Linked DNA regions of Sander lucioperca: region 2 is linked to region 1. The links are chromatin contacts, called in public Hi-C maps. All regions are on one chromosome and are shown on one strand. Each heading gives the region's core, a stretch centred on a gene start, on an enhancer-like site or on the middle of the called end of the contact. The rest is flanking DNA. Distances are from core to core; before and after follow the strand shown. Region 1 holds the start of sh3glb1a (endophilin-B1a). Region 2 holds the start of LOC116046304 (proteasome maturation protein).

Evidence for each region. A called contact is a pair of places that touch in the nucleus more often than the background predicts.
Region 2: a Hi-C map of muscle shows a contact between it and region 1, with 2.5 times the contacts expected there. The contact joins the promoter of LOC116046304 here to the promoter of sh3glb1a in region 1. A contact is called at or near these places in 2 of 2 Hi-C or Micro-C datasets (liver and muscle).

The regions. Positions count from the first base shown.
Region 1 is chr1:16,616,098-16,618,907 of SLUC_FBN_1.2, reverse strand. It overlaps sh3glb1a (endophilin-B1a), which reads right to left and starts at 1,367. Exons shown (of 9, transcript XM_031294645.2): 1 at 1,098-1,367; 2 at 464-605. The coding sequence starts at 1,160.
Region 2 is chr1:17,138,948-17,141,850 of SLUC_FBN_1.2, reverse strand. It overlaps LOC116046304 (proteasome maturation protein), which reads left to right and starts at 1,517. Exons shown (of 6, transcript XM_031294623.2): 1 at 1,517-1,698; 2 at 2,017-2,114. The coding sequence starts at 1,627. trnac-gca (a tRNA gene) reads right to left here and starts at 1,426; the gene lies at 1,355-1,426.

The sequences.
Region 1 (2,810 bases), core at 118-2,617:
TGAGCTTACAGACTTCACAGACACCCTACCTACTGATGTATGTCAAACAACATCTCAGAAGTTAAGCATTAATTATCTTACTGGCAATGTATGTACGTCTCCTTCATTCAGGATTTTTTTGGAATCATTGAGCTACTCTTCAGTGCAGCTGCTATCATTTGTACAACACATATGTTAACGAGATATCAACTTTCAGAGTTGATATTATTCTGATAATATAGCAGAAATAGTTGATTTACAAATGTTGGATTCAAAAGTGAAGCATTTAACCATTATAATTAATCTACCAGAACATTTAGAGTGGCATTACAGATCTATAAATGGGGTTTGGGGACTTTCTCCTCATAGAGAGAGGAACATGGAGTGGGTACCTGGCCTACACTGCTCTAAAAAGGGTTCCAGTATGTCAGCATTTTGTTTGTCAGTCCAGTCAAGCTCATCACAGAGTCAACAGTGGTCTTACTTGGGTTGGGCTGTAGTAGGACTTCTGTCTGCTTCATAATCCTTTCTGTCCATTGCTTGGTGTTCTCAGCTCTGACCAATAGGTTCTCCAAATGGGCATCCAACTCTGTCTTTTCAGCCTGGCCAAGTTTCTCTTCTGTAAACTGAAAAAGAAAATATCCGGTTAAAGTGTGGACACATAGTGTCGCCCGGAAAGTGATACACTAACGTTAAAGAGTTAAAGGCTGAGGTGTCATGCGAGGCATGTTTGATGGAAAGCACCAACGTCAGCAAGCTGGAGGGACTAATTTACAAAATAAACGTTATCTGCTTAGCTAATGTTGATAGCTACCTCTATCTAAAGTTGCTGAGGCCTGCTCTGATAGTTAAGTTGAACAAATTAAGCGTAACGTTAGCTACAATAGAGGCTGTGGTCTCGCAGGTAACGTTACTGTTTGAAAACACGCTATAGTGTAACTGCAGCCAACTTTGAAGGATAAAGTTATAGAAGGATAAGATAACGGGCTACTTAGCAACACGGTAGCGTTAGCTGTTTAGCATGCGAGCTAACGGAACCCGACTAACGTTAATTAAGCTAGCAGCTAACGTTGGTTAGCAGCAACTTCCACGAACTAACGTTAGACGTTCAAACTTACTTGCACAGCGCGGCTCAGGAAAGTACCCGCATCTGCAGCTAACCGCTTAACATTAAAATCCATGGCACCGCGGGGGAAATAAACAGTTAATACAACAACTTGCTTGTCTCACAGTCAAGCTGCCATCCCTATATAAAATGTCATTGAAGCAACTTTTCGTCGGAGTTCCACCCAGCTGTTGATCCTGACAAAGATAGTATACAGGACAAGATAGTTCACGTCTCCACCCGAGTCTGATGCTGACAGCTGTGAGGAAGATCTCGCGCACGCGCATATCGACACACGAGAATATGGGAACGTTCACAATAATAAAAATGAATGTCAATAAACTGAAACTTTAGTTAGTAATAAGTGTTGCTGATTATTACTTAGTTTTCACTATGGGCTTTTAAGAAACGACTTTTATCGGCATAATGCGAGACACACTATACAATTTTATTATTTTATTTTATAGAAAAACACTACCCTGAATCTTTAACAGGGATGTATCATATCCGTAGACTTATCATGTCTCGGCGCTGCTCTGCTCAGGTGCTTCCGTTGAGCTTTCGTTGCATTTATGTCATGCGGAAATATTGTGTTGCATTCATGTTATGCGGAAATATCGGAATCCCGGACCAAGAAGTGGTATAAAATAAGTGGGAAAATCGAAATACTCCCCAACAGCATAATTAGGCCTACATAAATAGCCTACAAGTTATAAACTTCAAGACAATATATACATGTATACTTAAAATCATGTGTCGTATGATCCATTATATATCCATATCCATAAATCACATTCAAAATGTCCCTTACAGCAGCAGCTTAACCAAGTATCATCTGCCCTGATCCCTTGATCTCACACCCTTTGCCTGTCACCCCTCATTGATCCTTTACCATTGATTTCTTCATGTATTATTGACAGCTGTCAAGTCCTTTGATCATGCAATTATTTCTTGTGTCAAGTAAGATCCAAATGTAAAACCACCATTCTAGCAGACATATTAGAAGAATGAATGTTTTTTTCCTGAATATCATCCTGAAGCCTCCAGCAGCCTGGATGCTGCTCCCTCCCACCATAAACAGGAACATCACAAGACTTAATTTCATTATGCATTACTTCTATGCAGAGGAGGAGGAGGAGGAGGAGGAGGAGAGAGGGAGGCTCGTCTGTCCTTATAAGTTATGCATTTTGTTATTAGCGCCAGTCATGGCTGGACTCCAAACTTTGCAATTCTAATGAAAGTAAAGGACAATTGTGATTGCTGGGAGCGAAGCTATTACGGGAGACAGGGAGAGATTATTTTGAGCCCCCCCCCCTTTAGAATATTGTCTGTTTTATACCACCATGATGCAGGTTCAGTGCGTAGATGCTATTTGCAATGAGGATAATAGGCTACTTCTACAACATATCTTCTGCAACCCTCCCCTCTTTCTCAAAAAATGTCCTGAGGAAGCGGACTTTTTGGAAAAACAAAAACACTCTTCAGGTCTGGATGTAATTATGCCAGACATAGCCTGCTACCTGCTGTGTGGGAGGAAGTCAGGCAGAGAGAAAAATCAAATGACTTCCCTTCTGTAGGCTACCAACGCACCGTCAGCTACAACCTCAGCTAAACGATGGCTCCAAGGTTTCTTCCACTCTTTTTGTTGCGTTTGGGCCTCACAACTGAAAATGCTGTGGGGTTTTCCCATCACACTGTTTCTTATTGCTCTGCCAATATGTCATGT
Region 2 (2,903 bases), core at 268-2,767, 520 kb before region 1:
AAAAGAAAATACAAGGATGTGATGGATACATTTCACTGGAGACTTCAGTATGTGCCTACTTTTCTGCCATTCATTTTATTTATAATAAGGGACTGTTCGTTATTTAATTAAGGGGCCACCGGAGGAGTTTTGTGGCCTCTAACCTAAAAAGACGTGACCCTCCCCTCGTCAGTAATAATTTTCCCATGACCCTCCTCTCGCGTGCAAGTTTGCACTTAGCAAAGAAGTACACACACCATTTGATTTTTACAGCCATGATGTGCACAAGTTAACCTCTGCTTTCTCTTTTTGTGGTGGCCATTTCAGTAGATTTACTCACTAACATTGTTGTGGAAACACAATAAGCATGGAAACTAAATGCACACTTCATGCATTACTGCATTACTTCAAATACTAAGTTACTCCTCTAGTAAACTATTCACATGAAATAAAACAATAAAACATTGAGACCATTCAGCAAAGGACGCTGGGATATAACCAATTCAACACTGGTTGCTATGGACTTGTCACTATCGTCATTGTATATTTTAGCACATAGGTAAAGCTGCCGAAGCTGAACATTATATTCCAAAACACATATGTTTATTTTTAAAGTTTTTAAGTTACATTGTAACAATTTAACAATTCGCCCTTATGAAATCCAATCGCGGCACGGCTGTTTTGGAACGCAATAGACAGACGCTTAAATTCAACTAAAATGTAACAGTGCTCCTCCTGCCCCCCCCAGCAAACTCCACGTATGGGGTCAGACCCATCTGCTAGGGGGCCGAGACTGAGAGCTACATGGATAAATATGCACCAAACAAGCCACTTTGAAATTTTGCTCTTTTCATGAATAAAAAAATTGGGTGACCCCCCCCCTGGACTAAAAAATGTTGGATGACCTCCCCTCAGCAAAAAATAAAAACACATGACCCTCCCCTATTTTCCTCCGGTGGTCCATTCCATAAATACCGAACGGTCCCTAAAGACTATCTTTAATAGGCTTGTGTCTGTGTGGATTTTATTTTGGGCCAGAGATACTACCGGAATATCCGACATAGGCCTAATATTGGATTACTGGATTACTCTACTCATATAGTAAACTAAGTGTATGTCGACCTCTGTGCTAGTGGAACATTTTGCCTGTAATGTCACCATTAAAAGTTATTTTCTACATTATTAATTATTTTCCTCACAATTCTACCCAAAAACTGTTAAAACAATGTGACTGCCAAAGATACTGAGACAATATATATATATGTGTGTAGAGCTTTGTAATGTGACTACACAAGTACAACATAGTTATACGATTTTGTATTCACTGTCACTGATCATCAGTGACAAAACAAGTGTACATTACTTTTTCGAAAAGAGGGGGCACCCGGATTTGAACCGGGGACCTCTTGATCTGCAGTCAAATGCTCTACCACTGAGCTATACCCCCTTGTATCATAAGCGCTTTGTGCACCATCTATAAAGATAGCTATGACCAAAGTGTGTCATCTTTTGTTGTGTTATAATTTGGTAGAACTGTCACACGCGGATCAAAAACCATCCAGCTACAGCGTAAAGTGCAAGGATGCAAAATACAACGGTTTTTTTTGTAAAAGTAAATTAACGCCGGTTTGTACCGGATGTGTCGTAATGAAAACGCGACCCAACCGGATATGCAATACAGTGTATCGAAAAGAAAGTGGAAGAAACGGAATCACAATGGTATGCTTGCTGTCTTATCTTATGTAATGTAATTTATGCTATCGTAACCGTATTAATTACAATGATATTGTTTTCTATAGTTATGTGCATATTTATTTCACCTCCTCACACCTTTGTCTTCTGTCTTTGTGTCCTCTGAAATCCAGTAGTTGTGAATTTGATTAGTCACTCGAGCTAATGCTAGTTAGCGCTTAGCTATGAGGCTCATGAAGCTGGCTAAAGATGGTTTTAGATTTCGGTGTTTGTAACTGAGGTATGCCAAACTAAATATTACCAATTGTAAACGGTGAATGTGTATCGTTTGTTTGTTTGTTACAGAATACTCGAGGACTCCGCTCTCAGCTGAAAGACAGTGTACCTGTGGCAGGCTTATGTCCCCAGGGAGCTTATGGAGTGCAGGACTCTCTGCGTAGCGGGTGAGACAACTGCCACAATTAAAACTAATCTGGTGTCACCTAGCTAACGTTATATGTATAATAGCTATTACATTCCCCTACCATGCTCGTACAGACGGACAGACAGCTATGACTCTGTTTAAAATAACCGTGTTAGTTGTGTTTTTGACACTAAATTGACATGAATACTGGAAACAACTTGATATGACACAATTTGTAACGTTAGTTATTCACTCACGTTATTCTCTTTATGCTTCAGTATTTATTCTCTGTGTGTGGGTGGTTGGGTTTGTGTGTCAAACTGTGTGTTGGTGTGTGTTTGAGTTTGTGTGTCAAAAATGTGAAAGATATATGTGGAATGTGGATAAATTGTATATGTGGATGAGTGGAAGCATGGAGAGTGTATGGTTGGGGAGGTGTGTATGTAAAAGTATGAGCATGCATGAGTGTGGTTTAAGATCCCGTGGAGTAGAGGAATACTGTTACTAGTAGGAGTTGTACTCTGATTGGAGTATGAAAATACACAGTATGTGGGTATATGTATTACTTCTTGATGGAAATAATAAAAATAATTATAAAAAAAACAAGTAATTGCAGGACAAAAAGCCCATAGATATGATTGAGATAATTAAAAAAAAAAAACAACAACATTACAGTTAGTCAACCAGAGAGGACTGAGTTAATTTTTTTTCAACTGTTAAATATCCTGCTCATCACATATCTTGATAATAATATCTGTGTCGATGTTGTTATCAGCTTCAAAAATGTATTTTTGGTCAGGCTGTGACATAGTTGTATTACTTTACAAGT